Linked DNA regions of Gossypium hirsutum: region 1 is linked to region 2. Evidence: chromatin contacts called from public Hi-C data. All regions are on one chromosome and are shown on one strand. Each heading gives the region's core, a stretch centred on a gene start, on an enhancer-like site or on the middle of the called end of the contact. The rest is flanking DNA. Distances are from core to core; before and after follow the strand shown. Region 1 holds the start of LOC107914835 (transcriptional corepressor LEUNIG_HOMOLOG). Region 2 has its middle 9.4 kb from the start of LOC107914828.

What was found. Hi-C and Micro-C count contacts between places; a contact is called where the count stands out from the background.
Region 1: a Hi-C map of leaf shows a contact between it and region 2, with 2.2 times the contacts expected there. The contact joins the promoter of LOC107914835 here to the enhancer-like site in region 2. A contact is called at or near these places in 2 of 34 Hi-C or Micro-C datasets (both in leaf).

Annotation. Positions count from the first base shown.
Region 1 is chrD10:29,593,885-29,599,935 of Gossypium_hirsutum_v2.1, reverse strand. LOC107914835 (transcriptional corepressor LEUNIG_HOMOLOG) reads left to right here and starts at 4,585. Exons shown (of 20, transcript XM_016843880.2): 1 at 4,585-4,745; 2 at 4,846-4,936; 3 at 5,066-5,125; 4 at 5,209-5,306; 5 at 5,669-5,778; 6 at 5,875-6,051. The coding sequence starts at 5,094.
Region 2 is chrD10:28,932,877-28,938,364 of Gossypium_hirsutum_v2.1, reverse strand. No RefSeq gene overlaps it. Among protein-coding and RNA genes, the nearest start is that of LOC107914828, 9.4 kb to the left of the region's middle. Within about 2 kb of position 1,679, at least 8 of the 9 cell types and tissues checked have an H3K27ac peak or open chromatin away from gene starts, as enhancers often do. A contact at or near this core is called in leaf, where this site is marked.

The DNA of each region.
Region 1 (6,051 bases), core at 3,336-5,835, 660 kb before region 2:
GTATTGAATTGAATGTGAAATTAATATATGGTATTTAATTTCCGTATAGATCAAGATTTGATTGAAAAAGATAATAGCCGAGGAAAAAGAAAAATTACGGAGTAGTCCCTGCGCTTAAATCGGAAGTGCTTTAGAGGTAAGTTCATATTATTTCAATACGTAAATGAAATTTTAATTGTAACTTTATATTTTTGTTCTTTAGTTAATATATTTATATATAATTATTGTGTGAATGCACATAGCTGCCCTTGTTTGTACTTCAGCACCTCTGAATGCACAAACGTGCCCCTATTTGTACTTCGGTACCCCTGAATGCACATACGTGCCCCTGATTGTACTTCGGTACCCCTAAATGTATAAATGTGCCCCTGATTGTACTTCGGTACCCCTGAATGCACATACGTGCCCCTGTTTGTACTTCGGTGCCCGTAAATGCATATACATGCTCTTGATTATACTATGGTACCTCTAAAAACATTATATCATCTCAACATTTCATCATCTATGTTCTTGAAACTTTTAGTGATCAAATAATATGTGAATCGTGTCTAATTATATTTAGATTAAATGTTATATTATGTCATTATTAAGCTATGTAAGCTTACGGGTTTTTGTGGGTTATTTTATAGATAACCGTTGCTGACATTTTGGAAGGATCAACCAACTAGCTCACACTATCCATCTAAGTTTGTAGTTTTTGTATCTATTTGGGTAGTGGCATGTATATATAGATAAATATGTGGTTTATAAATGTTGATATATGTAGTTCTTAAGTGAGATTTGTGTTTTTCTTAGAGTATGTTTTGTATTGATGAAACAAGTATACATATATATTGCATAGATGGACACCTTAATGTGTAGTTGTTGATTGAAGTGGTTATAGTCATATTGTAATGCATTATTGCATAATGACATATAAAGAAGATCTTTTGATTGGTTTTGAGACTAAATGTTTGGTATATATGTGGTGCCTTTCAATGACATATTGGTTAGATGAAATAGGTTAGTTAAATTAGTATGTCTAGATGTGTTGGAATGATGCTTAGGTCTATTGAATGTGTGCATAAATGGAGTGGTTGAATAGGTATGTTTTAGTCCTAAAATGGCTTGATTTTAGGGTTAAAATTTGGAGCACATAGCCTGGGACACAGGCTGTCACACGGCCGTGTGACACACACGGCCTGGCTACACGGTCGTGTGTCTCATATTATTTTGGTGTAAATTTCACACGGCCTAAAACACGACCATGTGTACCAAGTCAATGTGTTACATGGCCTGCAACACGGCCGTGTGACCCAACTCACTGAGTTACACGGGTGGAGATATGGGCTGGGACACGACCGTGTGGCCCCAAAATGAACCTTAAAACATAAGTTTACCATTTCAAGTTTGCTTGGACCTTACGAAACTCAAATACCAACTAAAATACCAATTCAAAATGATATTAATCGAGCCAAAAACACATCAAAACAAACCGAATATGTACCTAACCAATGTCGCCTCATTGGTACCACAAGTATATACAATTTTACAACACAATAAACATTGATTCAATTTATCAATTCACTCAAGCAATACATAATCAAAATACCTATCAAAGGTACCACAATTACAACATTTCAATTATATATATACCATACATACTAGCATATCACTTATACCTCATTCTCATATAATATGTAAGTTGATTATTTGCACAAAATATCATTCATAACATTTACTTAAGCCAAACATTAACCAAAATCACACAAAAGCCTATACATGCCATATAATCTGAATTAAATGTTTCAAAAACTATCAAGATAAGCTAGATAGTGTGACTTGAGTGCCGATCTGATCGTCCAACCTTCCGAGAATCTACAATGACATTAAACAACACAAGTAAGCTTAATGAAGCTTAGTAAGTTCGACGAGTTATACGATAAATCTTACCGAACTAACTATAATAATGCAAACAATAATAATCATCCAAGAGAACTCCCTATCATTCACAACTTCAATCGATCAATTCATCCATGTTCAAATTAATATGAAATAAATAACATATCTTTCAAATTCATTAACAGATTAGCTTACCGAAAATTTCCATTTGAAGAATGACTTATGGGTAAGAGTACATCGTCAACAGAAGCTCATAAGAGCTGGTCCACCCGAACATGCCAACAAAAGCTCATAAGAGCTTAATAGAATCTCGTAAGAGCTGAATAGAAGCTCGTGAGAGCTAATCCACCCAAATCACACCAAATAGAAAGTAAAACGTGAGAGTTCGGAACAAATGCTAAACTCTGGCTTATATGGGTAATATGTCAATATCTCCCTCCAATACCATCTCCACTCCAAATCCCCGTCATACACCAAACACGAATGTACTCAAATCCCGCGTTCAATCCAAACTGAGTATTAAATTCGATAATATAATTCCAACAATAATTCAATTCTAACAATAGAACATATATATAATAACAATCATCAATTTATACAAATGTTAAATTTTAACCGTACGAACTTACTTGGACTGAATTGTAGTCGCTGCAGAGGTTCAAGGACTATTCTGCTATTTTTCCTTTTCCATGAGTATTTAAGAGATTTTGATCTAAAATGTAAAATTCTTCATTTATTAACATATATTTCAATTCCAAAATATTTTACAATTAATACCCTTTTACTTTTCAAAATTACACAATTACCCCAAACTTTTACCATTTTTGCAATTTAGTCCCTTAACCCGAAATTCATCAAATTAACCATTTTTATAAATTAAATATTTTATCCAAATATACTAGGCTCTCAAAAAGCCCCTAATAAATATCAAATTCTCTATTAAACCCTAAAATTTTGACATTTTCATAATTTAATCCTAAAATTAAAATTTAACAAAAATCACTTTACAAAATCATCACACAACACAATAAAAGCTCCAAATACATGATATTCATCAAAAACATCCAATATTCAACAATGGAAACTTCCAAAATTTTTAACAGAATCAAAAACGAAGGTACGGGCTAGCTAGACCTAGTTGCAACGATCTCAAAAACATAAAAATTACAAGAAAACGATTCAATTTCCTTACCATGCAAAGATAAAAGATGGAAAAAAAAAGCTTCCTAGGTCATCAAGAAGAGAAAAATGAGAAAAATAAACCTTTTGTTTCAATTTGTTTCTTTAATTTTGAATAAATTACAAAATTACCATTAAAACCTTTTATTTTATCATTTTCCTTTAATTAGCCGTCCCACTACTTAAATTAAGGCTTAATTATCCCTTAAATTCTTTTACTTAAATTAAGGCTTAATTATCCCTTAAATCCTTTCTCAAATAATAATTAACCATTTAATCACCTAAATGCTAAAATTAACAAGTTTTGCACCTTTTTCAATTTAGTTCTTTTTCTTTAATTAACTATCTAGACGATAATATTTTTAAACCAAATTTTAATATGACTATATTGACTCTATAAATATTTTAAAAATAATATTTACAAGTTGACATGACGGAAATTTGTGGCCCCGAAACCACTGTTCCGTCACCACTAAAAATCGGGCTGTAACAAAATATGAAACTTGCATTTAGATATATTTTGCTAGGGGCTTTAGGGATTTGAGAAAGAAAAAAACAAAATAAAATTTGCAAACAAAATTTTGGATAAAACAACATGAAGTTGTTGATGTGATTGAAAGTATTCATCAAAGGTAAAAACAAATGAGTTTTAGTTTGAAAATTTTAAGATTTTTATAAAATAAAAATTTAGAAGAAATATTAGTTTACCTTTTTTTTAGTTTTAGTTTTAAGAATTTTTTAGATTTATACATATTTAAAAATATTTTTTTTTATTTTTTTAAAATTATGATTTTTAATTTTTTTATAATAATTTTTAGTCTAATATTTTTTTTAAAGAATTTGTTTACAATTATTGTTAAGAAAACTTTAAAAATATTAAAAATATTTTTTAATTATAACTGAGAAACCAAATTAACTGTTAACTTTTTGAATTAATGTACAATATTACTTTTTTTAACGAAAATTAGCAATCGAGTGATAAAAATATAACAAATTGATAACATTAGTAACTATTATGTAGTATTTGAAAGTTGGGTGATCGAAATATAATTTTAAATAAAATTTGAGAATAATTGATGTAATTTACCCTAAAAATATTTATATATATTTATAAATCGAATCAAATTCGTGCATGTTTTATATTGGTTAATTTTTTAAGGTTTATCTTATTTATTTTTTATATCATTAACTTTTTATAATTAGTTTTAATTTATTAAAATTCATTAATCTAATTTTTATTTTAAATTTATTCATTCATAATAATCAGAAATATAAACATTTTAAAAATATTCCAAAATTTAAAATTTTTATCGAAATGCAGTCTAAGAAATTAGGGAAGTGTTGTGAGATTAGGAATTCTTTTTCATATTAAATTACCTATTTATATCAAAAAAAGAAAAAGAAAAGAAAAAACTTAGAAGTATATATAAAAGCATGTGGTGGGTCCTTTTGCTGACGTGGTGTGTGAGAACTGAGAAAGTCCGAACCAACTATTCTGAACTTCAAGGACTCCAAACCTGAGGTTTGTTGAGTCAGATCCCGAGTACCCGAATCTCTGGTTTGGATCTTATTCAAACTCTCCCTTTTGGCCATTTTCACTTATGTTAACTATCATAGATATCAAATCAACTTATTAAAAGGAAAACCCTAATTCCATTTATAGCTTCCTTTTCTGAATTCATAAGGTCTTACCTTTTTCCTTCTTCTTTAATTTAATCTCATCTTTTATTAAGATGCTTTATGGAAATTTATGATTTTTTTTAAATTGTTTCTTATTGAATGCAGAAACCAATATTAGATCGCTTCTTCACTAGGTCAAGAGTGGTAATGCAGGCTTTGATCTATTGACTTGATCCGTTGAATTGCTCCCTTTAAGGTTAGTTTTGATCAACGTAGTTTCATGTTTTACAATTATAATATCTTGTACTAAATTTGTAAACTTTTTTGGTAAATCGAATTTTTAATTTAACCCTACATCAATTTTGCTTTGCTTTGTTTTGAACAGTTAATTAATTTGTTTTTGAGCTGAAACGATGGCGCAGAGTAATTGGGAAGCAGATAAGATGTATCTATATGATATTTCAGAAAATGAATATTATTTTTAGTTTAATTTGATTCCTTTACTTCTATTTAAATTTTGGTTGGCAGGCTTGATGTTTATATATATGATTATTTGGTAAAGAAAAAACTGCATGTCACTGCAAAGTCCTTCATGACAGAAGGGAAAGTCGCCCCGGATCCAGTAGGTAAGAATTGGTTTTGACTATGTACAATTTCTGTTAGTTAATTCATGACATTGTGTGACTGAAGATTTTATGCAGAAATGGAGTTCTTATATGAATCTGTTTTTACCTAAGTTACATTGACTTTTGACTTTACCTAAAAGTACCTTGTCGTACTTTTCTTGGGCATTTTAAATGGGTATGCCATTTAGATTCTTAACATTAATGTAAGAAATGCCAAATTAATGGTCGTAATGGAGGGGGTAATTTTTCTTTGGAATTAAAGGTTATACTTTGCTTGGTTATGTTGTAATTGTGTAGCATATTGTTGGTTGAGGGAATCTGGTTTTACAAGTGATTTATTGAGGACTTGCTTGTTTACCCAGCGATTGATGCTCCCGGTGGGTTTCTTTTTGAGTGGTGGTCTGTCTTTTGGGACATATTTATATCGAGAACAAATGACAAGCATTCAGAGGCTGCTGCAGCATACATAGAGGTGACTTCTTACAACTTTAGCAAGTATTATTGTAAGTACCTTGTCATTTCTTCAATTTATACCAAATGATTTGAACCATTATGGATTTACTTACAGGCACAACAAATCAAGGCAAAGGAGCAACAGCAGTTGCAGATGCAGCAGTTGCAACTGATGCGTCAAGCTCAGATGCAACGCAGGGATCCTAATCATCCTTCTTTAGGTGGTCCTGTAAATGCAACTGGCTCTGAAGGAATGCTAGGGCAGTCAAATGCAAGTGCATTGGCAGCAAAA
Region 2 (5,488 bases), core at 430-2,929:
ACGCTTCAAAATAAAGTGTATTCTCTGTGGAAGCCTTCTAAGCCTTTTTATTTGATGGGCATAAAGAATTGGTATTTTTTGGCTAAGTTTTAGAGTTCTGAGTATTTTGAGCGAGTTTTATCTCAGGGACCCTGGATCATTTATGGGAAATACTTAACGGTGCAACCATGGTCCATTGAATTTGATCCTGTTAAGTCGTTCCCTTGTGTAGTCATGTTGTGGATCCATCTTCTAGAACTTTCGGGGCACATGTATAAGCGAAAAAATTTGTGAGAAATTGATAGGATGATTGGAAAAGTAGCTAAATTAGATTTGAATATAGGTAACAAAGCTCGGGGTCGATTCGTGAATATGGCAATCTATGTCAATCTTGAAAAGCCATTGGTGTCGCAAGTTTTAATTAATGGAGTTATTCAGAAAATTGAATATGAATACTTGCCTACGGTATGCTTTTCGTGTGGTTGTTACGGCCATGCTAAAGAGTTCTATAAAACAAAGAAAACTAGTCTGGGATCAGTAGCAGACGCATCTTCCACTGATGGAGGAAACAATAAGACGGATACCACGATGGTGGTTGACAGCAGTGTTGGTGAGATAGAACCCTATGGTCCATGGATGTTGGTGCAATGTAGGAAGAGGCGAAATTTCAGTGGTTCTCGCAAGATCGAAGCCACAAATCAAGGAACTTTGATGGGTAAATCCCGAATTAATGATTTGGAAAGTATTAATGGCAATTACGAGTGAGCAAAACTCGATTCGATTTGAAAAAATAGAAAAAAATTTGAATTATTCAAGTTAACTCGAATAACTCGATTCAAGATTCGAATTCAAGTCTAGTTGAATTTCACAATTTGAATAACAAATTGGTGTAAATACCCTTCTGGTCCCTGTCAACTTTAAAAATAAGCAAATTAGTCTCTCTCAACAAAAATTACAGAATAATTCAAAATAATTTCCAAAAATTCAAAATAATTTTTAAAATTCAAAATATTTATAAAAATTTCAAATTTTATATTTAAAAAATTTATAAAAATTCTACAAAATTCTAAATATATATATAAAAAAGTTAAAATTTTAAAAATTTTCTAAAATAATAATTTTGGGGACCTAATTAACTATTCAAATTTATCGTACTCAAGTATATATGTTTTTTATTTTTCTTTGAATTTTTTTCAAATATATATGGTTTCAAATTTATGTGCTATGACATGGAATTAGTCATACTGTAATAATATTTTTATTTGACATGTTTAATTTTTTTAATTTAACTCGATCAATTTCACTCAATTCGACTCGACTCAAATTTGATTTCACTGGATTTGATTCGAAAAAAATTTCAAATTGAGTTAGAATGATAAAAAAAAGACTCGTAAAATCGATTAACTTGAATTTTTTTTCACTCAATTCGACTAAACGCTCACCCTAACTATAATAAGGCATCTCTAGAAGATAGGATGGAAGGAGATTCTGCCTTTTTCACGGCAAAGATAAGATCCCACACTCAATTTTTTGGCAGAATATTGTTGCGAGCTCGGTTCATAAGGGGATAACAAGGGCTAAGGTCGGAAATAAAGAGGTGGAGAGCAATTTAATTTCGGCTAAGGTTGGAAGGTCGGTTCAAGAAGGCGAAGTGGGCTCCTTTAATCAGGTGCGAGTGGGTGCTATGGTAGGAGGCCCAAAAGTAACCCGTAGGTTGGAGGGTCCTCCAGACGAGACTGGGACAGAGTGATGAAGCCCATTCTGTTCTAGGCCTAAGAGAGGTTGCTGCTCCTATTGCATACGGTAACATTACTGCTTCTTATTCTTTTCATGTTGCACATAAAGGGAGTGAGGAAGTGGTAAATACTATCCCTTCTTCCAAATTTAATTCCAGTTTTTCGTCCAATTTTAACCCGATGTTTGAGAGGATGTTAGAAGTGCCGGTTAAAATGAAGGAAGGTGTTTTGGATCATTCCAAACATTCGGATGTGATTTTTAAGGAGAATGTTCAACCGAATCAAGGTACCAAAATGGGGATGTTCATAAGGGTATTTTGGGTAGAAAAAAATTTACGGCAGAGTTGCAACCGTTGGAGAGAATTTGGAGGAGGTCGTAAAGGTAGAAAACTTAGTAAAACCATTAAAGATAGAGGGAATACGTTCAAAATTTCATCTTCACGGGCTCTCTTATTTGACTCGGTTAATAGTTTGGTTGAACTTATTAATTCACAAATTGAGCAAGAAAATGCTCAAGAGGATCCAAAGGGTGACGGAAAGCATTTGGTTTCTAAGGATGCTTCTCGGCAGTAAGATTAGTTTTGTTTTGTCTGGGATTATTATTTATGGACTTAAATTTGTCTATTTTTTCGTGGAATTTTCAAGGATATGTGAATGCAAAATTCCCTCGTATTTTCAAGGAGTACTATTTGGCACATAAGTTGGATATTGTTAGCTTATTAGAGCTGAGGGTTAGTGGAAGAAAGGCAGATGAAATCATAGCTAAGTTGGGATTTCAGCATTCTTATCGGGTTGAAGCTATCGAGTTTTTTGGTGGTTTTTGGCTTGGGTGGATAATTTCAGTTAGGTTGGAAGTGGTATGTAATCATCCACAATTCATTGTGACAAGATTTTTTAGTAATATTCTGTCACAATTTGTTCTAATGGTTTTTGTCTATGGAAGTCCAAATAAGAAGAAAATGAGTTTGGTCTAAGAGGATTTGAGGCATTTCGTTCCTTCTAAATCGATTCCTAGGATAACAATAGGGGATATCAATGCAATTCTATCTCCAAGTCATAAGTCTGGAGGTAGATCTTGTGGGAAAAGATGCCATTCTTTCAGGGAATTTGTGGAATCAAATGATCTACATGATTTGGGATTCAGTGGTCTTTTGTTTACCTGGAACAGAGGGAGAACATTTGAGAGACTTGACCAAGCTATGGGAAATGCTGTTTGGGTTCATAAATTCCCAAATTGTAGGATTAGCCACTTAACAAGGATCAAATCAGACCATAGGCCTCTTTGTCTTATTTCTAGACCAAAGCTAAGCCTTCCTGTGGGATGACCTTTTCAGTTTTGGGTGGGATGGTCTGAACATCCGAAATTTTTAGATTTTGTAAGGAAAAAAATAGAGTTTTAATGGTAATATGTTTGATTCGCTATCTAAGTTTACATCTAGCACCAGAGAATTGAATAAGTTTGTATTTGGTCATATTGGCACTCGTAAAAAGAAGCTACTTAACATTTTATTTGGCTTAAAGAAGGCGATGGAATATTCAGGTTGTACTCTTTTGGCTTAGTGAGAGTTGGAGGTTAGGGAGAAGCCAGATTCAATTCTTCATCATAAGGAATTTATAACAGCCCAAACCCGACCTAGACGTTATAGTTGAATCTGAAGGAGTTACATCGACTCGTCTGAAAAACTAATTAAAAATCCAGCTTAGAAATCGTGTGATATGAAATCTTAATCTAGCTAAGTTCATACGAGTTTTAGGAAATCTCAAATTTGAAAACACCTATTTCATAGCATTATATGTTAAACATTTATTTATAAAAACAACGAAACTTTCAAAAATTGCAATCTAACTTTAGTAATCGCGTGATTTCAAACTATTAATTTTTTGGGAAAACTCTTACATTGTTATTTAGAAAAACTCATCCGCAGAACTTATTCATTTTACGGAAAAGCATTTTGTTTGATACTTAATTTTGCAGTGGATATTTTCAGAGCTTTTAAGTTTTGAAAACCGAATTCCAATTTGTCAAACTCATATGGTTTTGCAGTTTTACGTTTAAGAACACTCAAAAACCGACGAATAGATCAAAAACCCAAAAACAAAATTAAATCCGAAAACTTAGTCCAAAAATCAAAAGTCCAGAAATCTTAATTAAAATAAAGGTGAAGCTAAGCTGTCAGACAGATATTGCGGTTTAACCGTCGTAATTACAATAATATTGACAAAATACACTTCCTCCATCACATATCAAACCCATCTCGATGCATATGCATAAATAAACTAACACATATATTCTATAAACAAATGTCATGCATACTTTTCATACATAATCATGCTTTTGGAGTTATCAGAACACAAATCATACATATATTTTTCACATACCTTACTTGTATCACATATAGACATATATCAACAGATGTCACATTTCAAGTCTTATTTAAGCCAAATGGACCCCACAAAATGTTTAATTATGAATTTCAGAGTCAAAAGGGCCTAGGTGAACCGAAAAATGGGCCCATACAACTTAAATGGCTAGCCTATGTAGCCCACACGACCTACTAGATTTGCCCATGCCCTACATGACCTACCCGAATTGCCCATATAATCACATAGCCTAACATACGGCCAACCACATGCCTGTGTGGCCCAGATGGCCTAGCACACGGTTGTGTGATGAATAGCAGTTTCGAAACAGCCACTATTTTTTTGGTTTTTCTAAGTTCTAGTCAAATTTTCGGGATAGAAAAACACACCTAAATTATTTTTGATGTAGAACCACAAACGCGAACAATGGAACCTAAAATCAATATTTATACAATGATATCAGTAATGAATTACTAATTTCCAAGTAACACTTCCAAACAAAAATGCTACCATAAGCATTCTAACCCAAAAATTAGCCTCTTGGATGTTCGATTACTTACTCAAACTATCACAATAGTTCCTAACACTTCTAATTCGTAAGAGAATTATTCGCTCCATGACCTTCACCTAACAGATTTATTGAATCAATTAGAACATAGATTATTATATTACTAACTTCACCCACCTTGCAGAGAAGGTACGGATCATAAAACTTACACTACAACAACACTATGCTCTCCTGCTTACAAACACGACACCACAGAGTTGATGGCAAAACAGAGGTAGGATGACGATTAAACAAATAATAAACAAAATAAACAAAACAAAGACAAGGGAATTGATGGCAAATCAGAGGAAAGATAATGATTAAACAAATAAAAAAAATAAACTAAACAAAGATAACAGAATTGGTGGCCAAATAAATATGATAAAAATCAAGAAAGGTTGGAATGGCAAAGTAACAAAGAAAAGAAAAGAGAAAAACGTCAGGGAATTTGGGAAATCGAAAAAAAAAATTGAATGATGGGAGTATTAGGAATAGTTGAACGGCACTTAAGAGAAAAACTAGGGATCACATCCAGAATTTTAAAATTTAACAAAACAAAACAAAAAATAAAATCCATCAACAACCTTTTCTTAACTACCAGATTCCCAAGAATTTGAAATTGACTAAATTCCTGACAGAATAGGTGGCACAACAAAAAAGAGTAAAAATTTATCCACTTTACACTCACAGGGATTCAAATACAATACCTCTAGGTAACTTGAGGCCTTACCACTGAATCAGCAAGTTCATTCTTGTCATAATTGAGCGAAAATAATTTTATGAACTCGATGTTCAAAGATAAGGGTTGGGACAAAAATAGCAAAAATTCAAATGAAAAGGATTCGAACCCAAAACCTCACACACA